3 separate regions of the Rattus norvegicus genome follow, and all the other regions are linked to region 1. The links are chromatin contacts, called in public Hi-C maps. All regions are on one chromosome and are shown on one strand. Each heading gives the region's core, a stretch centred on a gene start, on an enhancer-like site or on the middle of the called end of the contact. The rest is flanking DNA. Distances are from core to core; before and after follow the strand shown.

The links. A called contact is a pair of places that touch in the nucleus more often than the background predicts.
Region 2: a Hi-C map of liver shows a contact between it and region 1, with 8 times the contacts expected there. The contact joins the promoter of Apc here to the enhancer-like site in region 1. A contact is called at or near these places in 5 of 12 Hi-C or Micro-C datasets (the A7r5 cell line, frontal cortex, hepatocytes and 2 more).
Region 3: a Hi-C map of liver shows a contact between it and region 1, with 4 times the contacts expected there. The contact joins two enhancer-like sites. A contact is called at or near these places in 3 of 12 Hi-C or Micro-C datasets (the A7r5 cell line, Schwann cells and liver).

The regions. Positions count from the first base shown.
Region 1 is chr18:25,686,802-25,690,074 of GRCr8, forward strand. It overlaps Epb41l4a (erythrocyte membrane protein band 4.1 like 4A), which reads right to left. Exons shown (of 18, transcript NM_001107397.2): 14 at 21-68. Among named protein-coding and RNA genes, the nearest start is that of Epb41l4a, 73 kb to the right of the region's middle. Within about 2 kb of position 1,805, at least 2 of the 93 cell types and tissues checked have an H3K27ac peak or open chromatin away from gene starts, as enhancers often do. A contact at or near this core is called in liver, where this site is marked.
Region 2 is chr18:26,136,669-26,139,941 of GRCr8, forward strand. Apc (APC regulator of WNT signaling pathway) reads left to right here and starts at 1,714. Exons shown (of 15, transcript NM_012499.1): 1 at 1,714-1,901. The coding sequence starts at 1,767.
Region 3 is chr18:25,956,367-25,959,639 of GRCr8, forward strand. No RefSeq gene overlaps it. Among named protein-coding and RNA genes, the nearest start is that of Apc, 180 kb to the right of the region's middle. Within about 2 kb of position 1,660, at least 6 of the 93 cell types and tissues checked have an H3K27ac peak or open chromatin away from gene starts, as enhancers often do. A contact at or near this core is called in liver, where this site is marked.

The DNA.
Region 1 (3,273 bases), core at 555-3,054:
GAGGGAGACCCAGTACTCACTGGATATGCTTCCACAGTTCTTCTTTTGCTTGGATATCAGGACTTCTCCTGTAAATAAATGAGACAGAATTCACCCTTACAATATATGTCATTCACAAACACTGAGTTACCTGCGATAGTTTTGTGAGGTCTCCCTTGCCACCCAGCTGCTGAAAGGAAATGCGAGCAGAGAGAGAGAGGGAGAGAGAGAGAGAGAGAGAGAGAGTACAGAGAGTGCAGAGAGAGCAGCAGAGAGAGCAGCAGAGAGAGCAGAGAGAGCAGCAGGAGAGAGCAGAGAGAGCAGCAGGAGCAGCAGAGAGAGCAGCAGAGAGAGCAGAGAGAGCAGCAGAGAGAGCAGAGAGAGCAGCAGGAGCAGCAGAGAGAGCAGCAGAGAGAGCAGCGAGAGAGAGCAGCGAGAGCAGCAGGAGAGAGCAGAGAGAGTAGCAGGAGCAGCAGAGAGAGCAGCAGAGAGAGCAGCAGTAAGAGCAGAGAGAGCAGAGAGAGCCATTACAATTATCAGAGAAACGGTAGCAGGTCAATTCATTATTGGCTAGTGAGACTGAAAAACTCACATAAATGTACATAAATAAAAATGAGCCATTACCAGAGTTTCGCTTATGAAAGGGCCTGGAAGCAAGGCAGGGGGCAGGGGAGGGGTCTCACCACAGGTTTGATGCCAGCCTAACCATCCGGTGTTACGTAGTAAGACCATGCACATCACAAGCAAAAACTATATAGGGAGGGAGGGAGGGAGGGAGGGAGGGAGGGAGGGACTCAGACATTTGGGAGCACATGTGCAAACCCTCTGGTAGTGACTGAGCAGTAATTTGGGGGCTCTGGTTCCTGAGCTCACTGTCTACTTTTCCATCGCACTTACTTATGTGTGCACATGTACACACACCACTGTGCACTCGGGACGGTCTGCAGCACTTAGCTCTCTGGTCCCCAGAACTCAGTTCCTTAGGCGAGACAGTAGGCACCCCTAAACCTGCTGAGCCAGTTCACCAACTGCCCGCTACTTTTAAACAGAGAATTCATTTCCGTTGCCCACTGTAAGACTCTCAACACAGTCTGCCATGACAAGCAACAGCCATGAGGGGAAAGCAAGTGGTCCCCCATTTCATGTGACATCTCAAGTGGCAATTCTACAGTGAAATGTAGGCCACAAAGAGCCCATCTGTGGCCTCCACTCATGCTGACATGCTTTACCCGAAGACCAGAAATGATAGGTAGCATTGTGTCCAACGTTCTAGTACCATCAAGCTAACTGTGAACCCCCATTGTAGCGAGGAATGGTGAACTTATTTCAGTTGTTGCCACCGTCCCTTCAGGAGAGAGATCTATAGGAGATCCCCAAATGGTCCTAAGCCATACCGATAAAAAGGCCAAGAATTAAGCCACAGACCACCCCGCCCTGTGGAATTTTATACCAAGGTCCAGCATCACTTTCAGCATACAATCTTGTCGATTCTCTCATCTGTCCCTCATGGCTGGGCTTTCTGAATCCACAGACGACAATAAGCTATTTATTTAGCTACAGAACAGACTAAGTGACTTTTCCTTTGTGTGTGTGGACTGGTGAGAGGACAACCAAAATCTGCTCCTCAGATCAAATGAAAAGGAATGAACTATGGTAAGGGGTAGGAGCCAAAGCACTGAGGTCCAACCGAGAACGCTGTTGAATACTAACTTGTGTCATATAAAGTTTTATGCTTTAAAGATCACACAAACAGTCTGGAAGGTCTCCTGAACAAAACCTGTCTTTCCTACACTCTGCCCATCTGATCCCCTGGGCAGTATGCCAAACTGTTAAATGATAACTAAGAGGGTGCAAAGATTTCAGAGTACTAAGCTTTTCTTCCACTCCAGGCATGCTGGGCCAGCATGCAGTTCTCAGAGGACGCCACCCAACGGTGGGTCAGCATGCAGTTCTCAGAGGACGCCACCCAACACTGGGCCAGCATGCGGTTCTCAGAGGATGCCACCCAATGGTGGGTCAGCATGGAGTTCTCAGAGGATGCCACCCAACGGTGGGTCAGCATGTGGTTCTCAGAGGATGCCACCCAACGGTGGGTCAGCATGCAGTTCTCAGAGGACGCCACCCAACGGTGGGTCAGCATGCGGTTCTCAGAGGACGCCACCCAACACTGGGCCAGCATGCAGTTCTCAGAGGACGCCACCCAACACTGGGCCAGCATGCAGTTCTCAGAGGACGCCACCCGTCATCTATCACATGGTGTGGATGTGGAGGCGCTGCTGTGCTCACAGCCTGTTCTCCCAGGCACACTGGAAAGGTGGGTTAGCCGTCTTCCTGTTACAGAAGGTTTTGAGCTCTCCTCACTGCTGATATTTTGAGCACTGACTCTTTGGGAACTTCCCCGTGCTTTGTAAGATTAGGTCAGTGACACCCCAACATCTAACCACTAGAAGCCAGTAGCCTCCTTAACGTTAAAGACAAAAATGACTCTAGGGAGCCCATGAGATGACTCCACAGGTAAAGACACTTGCCACCAAGTCTAACGACCTGAGTCCAATCCCTGGGACTCATATTGTGGAAACTCCCAAAAGACTTGGCCTCCACACATATGATATGACACATAGTCCCCATCTGACCCCTAACACACAAATAAATAGATGTAACTCAAACCGTTAAATGACTCTGGACATTGCCTAGTGTCCCAGAAAAGATAAAGTTGTCCCCCACCTGAAAATTACGAATCTGAAAGTAGCTAAAATTAGGTGACAGAAGTGAGTGGACAAGTTATCGTGACGATCTAGAGTGTGACTGCAGAATCAACGCTGACAGCGGGCAGTGGTTAGAGACAGAAAGAAAAGGAGGCGAGACCTGAGTCCCAGACAGTGAGAGGGCAGATGAAGACCGGTGTCACCTGAGGCTTGAACCCGTTCACAACAGCTGAGGAGGCAGAAAAACAATTCACAAGGAACGCAAAACCCATGGCCACTATGCCAAGCCTAGTGTGAGATGTGAGGAAGAGGAACAATTGTTTTTGAAAAAGAAATGTGCGTGTGCAAGAGAGAGAGAGAGAGAGAGAGAGAGAGAGAGAGAGAGAGAGAGAGAGAGAGAGAACTTAGCAGGTGTGTGTATAAATGACTTGGCAGGTAAAAGCACCTGCTAGCAAGCCTGGTGACCCGAGTCCCATCCTCAGATAGACGTAAAGACTCATAGGTTGTCCCCTGATGTCTACACACACCCTACACAAACACACACACACATGCACTCAAAAGGAATGCAGTGTAATTCCAACACACACAT
Region 2 (3,273 bases), core at 464-2,963, 450 kb after region 1:
CAGACACGGGGCAGATCACAACTGCCTATAACTCCAGCTTCAGAGGATCTGATGCCCTCTTCTGGCCTCCTTGGGCATAGAACTTCTGTGCACAGTCTGTACCAAGGTCAGCCCCCATCTGAACACTTGTAATAGTGTCTGCCTGCTGTGCGGTTTGCTTTTTGTGATTGTGTAATTGTGACCTGTCTTAGTATATTTCCACATTACGTTTCCTTGTTTGTTTGTTGTTTTAGAGTAGCATCTGTTTTTGTAAATGAAATAAATTACTTTGAAGCTTAATTATTAGAACTTCGTCAGATCCCCACTTGTCAGGTGATTTCAATGTGCTGTGTATTTCTGGACCTGCTCATTATTGGCATATCTAAACAGAAAAATGGTTATTTTTTTTTTCTGTGAGGTTCTCCTCCATCTTTAAGAGCTCTCGTTGGTGCTGCAGAGAGTGGCTTACTTCTGCACTCTCGTCTGTTGGTGTAAGGGAAGGACGGCTTCACTGGAAGTTTTGTTAAGAAGTTATGCTACACGTGTGTTTTATAGTTTACTTACACGTTTTTGTTTTTCAGTCTATACTGTGTGCTGACTCCACTGGTGTTCCTGTAAGCTATATTAAAGCAGTTGGTAAATGCCCAACTGCAGGTTGAAGTAACGAAGGGGCAAATGGTAGCTGACAAATAACCACCCCTAAGCCTGAGCCCGGGCATCCAAATGCAAGTGCTTGTCCTTTGCACATTGGAGACTTCCTGTGGATGGTCTCCAACCCAGGCCTCCCTCCTTGGGCATCGCTGGGCTGTCCCATTCACCAATGACTTGTAGAACTGACTAGATCCGAGTCCCTTGATATGTTATCAAGGTCCCCAAGTTGTGCCATTCCCATATTATCATGAGTAGCCAGTATGATATTATTCTTGTATTAGATAATGCAGAATTGTTTATTCTTAATTTTAATTCCAAAGTGAGTTGACATTAAACTAAACAGAGAATGTGGGCTTCCTGACTCTTCCTTGATCAATCCCAGCATACCTTGTGTCATCCTGTAACTAGTCATGCCAAGGACCTCTTATTTCTGAGCTGTTCTCTCTCTTGTCTTCTCTATTTTCTCTCCTTTCTTTGCAGTCTTACTTCTAAGGTCATCCATGTTAACCCTTTTATCTTTTAGCCTGTTTGAATACTGACCACTTTTGCCATAGGATACTCCCATCAGAATTTTGTTTTCCTTTGTGATGACTTTATGAATGGCTGGAGTTCTTTGGCATTGTAAATCTTAAGAACTACGTTGCCATAGATAATGTTTTAATACAAAGCCTTTTATTAAATAAAAATGGTAGGATGAACTCTCGTCTCATTACTGTATCCTAGTTCTGAAATCCTATTAGCCAAGTCCAAATCAGAAACTAAAGTGCAACGTTACTTACACAGATTCTTTATCAGTGGTTATATTCTGTAAGTTTGACGTACTGGACTAGTTAGGTCATCTTTAACCTTGAAAGAGTCTTACCAGTAGAAATCTTACCTGTAGACATGCAGATATCTTCAAAAGGGACTGAAGCTCTGCCCTTTCCTGTTTCTCTTCAGCTCAGACCCCATGTTCCGTCCTCTTAGGGAAGAAACTATTGGTGCTTGAAAGATGTCGTTTGGAGAGCAAACCTGGACACAAGCACCACTCCTCCTGTCTGGAGAGCTTCGCTTCCTTTGTCTACACGCAGCTACTCCATTTTTAGTAGTGAATTTCAAAATCCTTTTTAACCTTATAGGTCCAAGGGTAGCCAAGGATGGCAGCAGCCTCATATGATCAGTTGTTAAAGCAAGTTGAGGCCCTGAAGATGGAGAACTCAAATCTTCGACAAGAGCTCGAAGATAATTCCAATCACCTTACAGAACTGGAAACTGAGGCATCTAACATGAAGGTATCAAGACTGCGACTTTGATTGTAGCTTATCCACTTTCAGTGTTTCCTCTTGTAAACTTGGGATAGCTAAGACACTTTATTTACCTAAAACTATATATAATAAACTCTTAGAAGAGTTAACATATTCTTAGTAAATGCATCAAATTAATCTACTGAATCATGCAAAAAAAATTAACCTTGGTTTTGGTTCATTCTTAGTCTTTAATTTTAAAAATAAGATCCCCAACTTTACCTTATACTTGATTTAGTGGAAAGGTTTTCTGTATACTTGTGGAGATTAGCTTTATTTTACAGATATTGACTAGTATCTCAAAGGTTACATTGTCCTGTTTAGAAAATACAGTCATCATCAAGTCTACGTGGTGATTGCCATGGTACTTCAAGCCCTGAAGTTTTTTCCAGGTAGCAAAAAGAGTTAGAGTATTTAGTGTGTAGAGGCGAAAACCTTCTGTCTTCAAAGTCATTGATTAAAATTTTAGTTACTTTAATTTCCAGTTAAGCAACTTCCCACTGAATTTAATAACTTCATAAAATTGGAGATTGTCAGTAGAAATGTTTATTTCTTTCCTTTAAAAAATTTGTTTTGTGTTGTTTCTGTTGCTTGGCTATTTTAACATCTCAATTCTGACTTTTTCCTCTGAACACTCTGCTTTCCGTATCTTTCCATATTCCTAGTCTGTCTAGTTCTTTCTCTGCCATTTCAAAGCCTCCTCTCTTTTCTAGACTGTTGTTTATCACTGAGGAAACTGATCTTCTCTTTCCTACTTATCCTTTAGATACGACATCCTATCCTAACAGGGCAGCCTTTGATCTCACAACTCTCTTACCTATCTTGCTATTGATCTTTTTTTCCACTCTAATAATTGCCATAAAACACTCTGGCAATAACATCTCCAAAATATTCACTTCATAGCCCTTTGGAAATAGGTAAACTATAACAAACACTTATTTTTCCTTATCACCAGCTACAGATCAGTGACTTTAAGTACCTGGGTCAGTTATCTAATAGGTTAAAAAAGCCATTTGTTATTTAACACCTACCAACACTTTAAACTGCAGTCCGGGGCATGTGTGTGAGTTCAAGACTACAAAGTACAGATACATTTTGTGTACTTGACTAGTATACTCTGTAGACCTCCTCCTAGAGGACCTGTTTAGATAGTAAACATCTAATTTGTGAGAGAACTCAGATCTAGATTTAACTTTTTATTTAATTACGTAAGTAAATTCAGAAATAGTTTTTAAGAAACATTTTGGGCAAGACATTTTAATTGACACTTTAATCTCCATGCTGAAGTAGTGTGCCTTTCGGAGTGATCGTACAGGTCACACAAACTTATATGATGGGCTATCAGGCTGCATCGGGAGAT
Region 3 (3,273 bases), core at 410-2,909, 270 kb after region 1:
TAGGGACATTAAAACCAAACAGAACCACTCGGTAAAGGTTCGTCATAGACAAAGACAGTGTACTGTGATGAAAACTTAGGTGAATTCAGGGTAATCTAAAGAACCAGGCAAGGACGAGAATCTAAAGCATGGGTGGTGTCTTAGGGTGTCTGTGGCTGTGATAAAACACTAGCCAAAGGCGACTGGGGAGGAAGGGGCTAGTTCATCCTCCTGCTCTTGGGTCCCATTCCACCATGGAGGGAAGGCAGGGCAGGGTCCTGAGCAGGAAGATGAAGGTCTAGACCGAAGCAAGGAGGAACGGAAGCGGAGCCATGGAGGAGCTGCCTATTGGCTTGCTCCTCAAGGCTCACTCTGTCCACCTTCTTACAGTATCGAGGACGGTGGACACAGGAGTGGCACTGCCCACTATGCACTGGGCCCACCCACATCAATCACTGATCGAGAAGATGCTCCAAAGACCCGCCCACAGGCAGACATCTCATTTGTGCTTCCTTCTTCCCAGATAACTCTAGCCTGTGTTAGGTTGACATCAGCAGCAGCAACACAACGAAAAGCAGGAAAGAAGACAGTCTTACATTACATTACATTACATTACATTACAGCTTACATTAGAGTAGCTATCTGGAAAACACACACACGCATACGCTGACACACACACACATACACTCACACACGCTCTCTCACACACACATACACACACTCACACACATACTCTGTCACACATACACACACTCACACACATACTCTGTCACACATACAAACACATATTCACACACAAATATACATACTCACATTCACCATTCACACACACACACATACACTCACACACACTCTCACACACAAACACACACACATACACACACTCACACACATACTCTGTCACCTATACAAACACATATTCACACACAAACACACACACTCACATTCATCATTCACACACACACAAATACTTACATATACACAGACACACCCAAACACATACACACACACTCACACACATACTCTCACCACAAACACACACTTACACACAAACACTCACACATTCACCATTCACACACACATTCACACACACATACACACTCACGTACTCTCACACACATACAAACACATACACATACTCACATTCATCATTCACACACATAAACACATTCACACACTCACACACTACTCTCACACACAAATTCACACAGATACACACACAATTGATGACCATATTCTTGTAGAGCAGTGTGGTATGCTAAAAACACTAGGAACAGACTGCCTAGACTTGAGTCCCACCTCTGGCAATCTCTAGTTGTGTGAAATTCACCAAGTTGTTTAACTATGTTTCAGGTTTCTCATCTATCAAGTAAAGATCATGGCAGAGTTTCTGTATTACTATAGACATGGGCCCTAGATACACTGGCCTTTGTGAGTTTCTTTCTGCATAAACTATTTTAAATCGTAGTTTATAACTGCATTAGCACAAAGACACAGTCTGGCTGGAATCATGATTACTTATTTATTATGATAATTATATTCAATTATTTCTCTTGTGATTTTTGAAAGAGAACTAAAACTTTTTGTGGCACTGTGCCTCTAAATAAGTTGGCCCAGACTGTTATAAATGCTAAATTAATTGGTATTTGTGAAGCACTTGGCGCAGTGCCCAGCATGATAACAGGCACGCTGAGTGGTTGTTAAATAAACACAAAGTTAAAGAAGCCATGGAACCAGATGTTGCTTCCTTCCAAACTTCCTCCCACCCCCTGACATTCTGATGAATCAAATCTTCAAAATACAGTGAAGAAATTTCCTCCCATGAACCTGTAACTACAAAAGCTTCAGAAGAATAAATCAAGAGCATGCATTAGATTTAATTAAATTCTGTTCTGTTAAAAACAAGCAGAGGTGCCAGGTGGTGTTTGCACCTCCCTCCTGACTTAGCACAACCTCAGAGCAATAAGAAAACTGCAGTTGTGAGACCCTCGCACTCAAACCTGAGTGAGTTTGCGGTCTGTCTTCCAGGCTTCATGATCGGGAGTGGCCTGTACTGATGTCCCCCATACAGATGACTAAGGATGCCAAAGCCGAGAGATTATACATATGCGTGCATTCCTCTAGAGATTAAAACACACGAAAATATTAAATAGGAGTTATCGAAAGTCATATGCATAGTATATGTATACTAACCTACTTTTCCATATTGGAAGCCACCTTCAAATATAGGAAGGCCTACAGCAAAACAGTCTGTTGCAAAACCTTTCAGGATCAGGAAAATACTCCGTTTCTTCTGTCAAAGATTAACCAGGGCTTTGTTAACCAGCTCTTGCTGGCCTTGCTTTCTGCAATGTGGGTCAGATGAACTTTGACCCACACAGTCAGCAAAACTAGAAAGACCGACCGCCCATGTCGGTCCCACCTACGCCGTTTCACGGTCTCCCCTGCATCAGAGTCAGCTGCCCCAGTTCCAGGTCTCAGGTTTACCTTGTGTGTCTGACCGTGTGCTGGGGGTTCGCCTCCCTGCCTCCCTAGGCTGTGATTATCCACCACATGTCAACTGTGTAATTGGTGGGGCCCTCTGCATGTTAATGTGTAGGGCTTCTCTCTCTCTCTGCTCCTTAGGGTGGTTTTTATCTACACTCCATATTTACTACTTCTGGCCCAAGAAGAGAATTTGAAGAGAAAGTGAGACTCAGGGTCACCTGTGTGACATGGACATGCTGTTCCCAACCACGGTGCCAGGCAGGGGAGCGCCCGGGTGCCTCTGCTCACTGAAGCTGCGTCCAGCAGAGTTGGGGCTGCTCATGGGAGAAGCAGGAGGCTCAGGCCCCCAGCTCATCCCCTCGTCACTGCCTATATTAGAACAGCGTTCTCTTAACTAAGCCGATGGTGTAATTTTGGTTTTAGTCATTTCTTTTTACTTTTGTTTTGTATGTTTGTTTGTTTATCTCCTAGAGAGCCGTGCTGTGCTCGTGGAGGTCAGAGGGCAGACTGGGGGAGTCTTCTGCCATGTGGGTTCCAGGGATTAGGCTCCAGGATAAGGGATTCCATGGGTCCCATTCCACTACCCACCATCATTGTGAAACTCAGATTCAGGAGCAAATTATTTTAAAAATTCAAAATAGTTATGTCAGGACACTAAACTTTAGGTATGGGAATCTTTCTGAGCAAAGGGCCTGTAGGTTTAGATTTTTCAAAACCTACTTTTACTAACGGCTCTCAAGCACTGCGACCACCCCGCCCCGCCCACTTCTAGCCCACTGTTTTTGAGTCTGCAGATGAGACTCACAA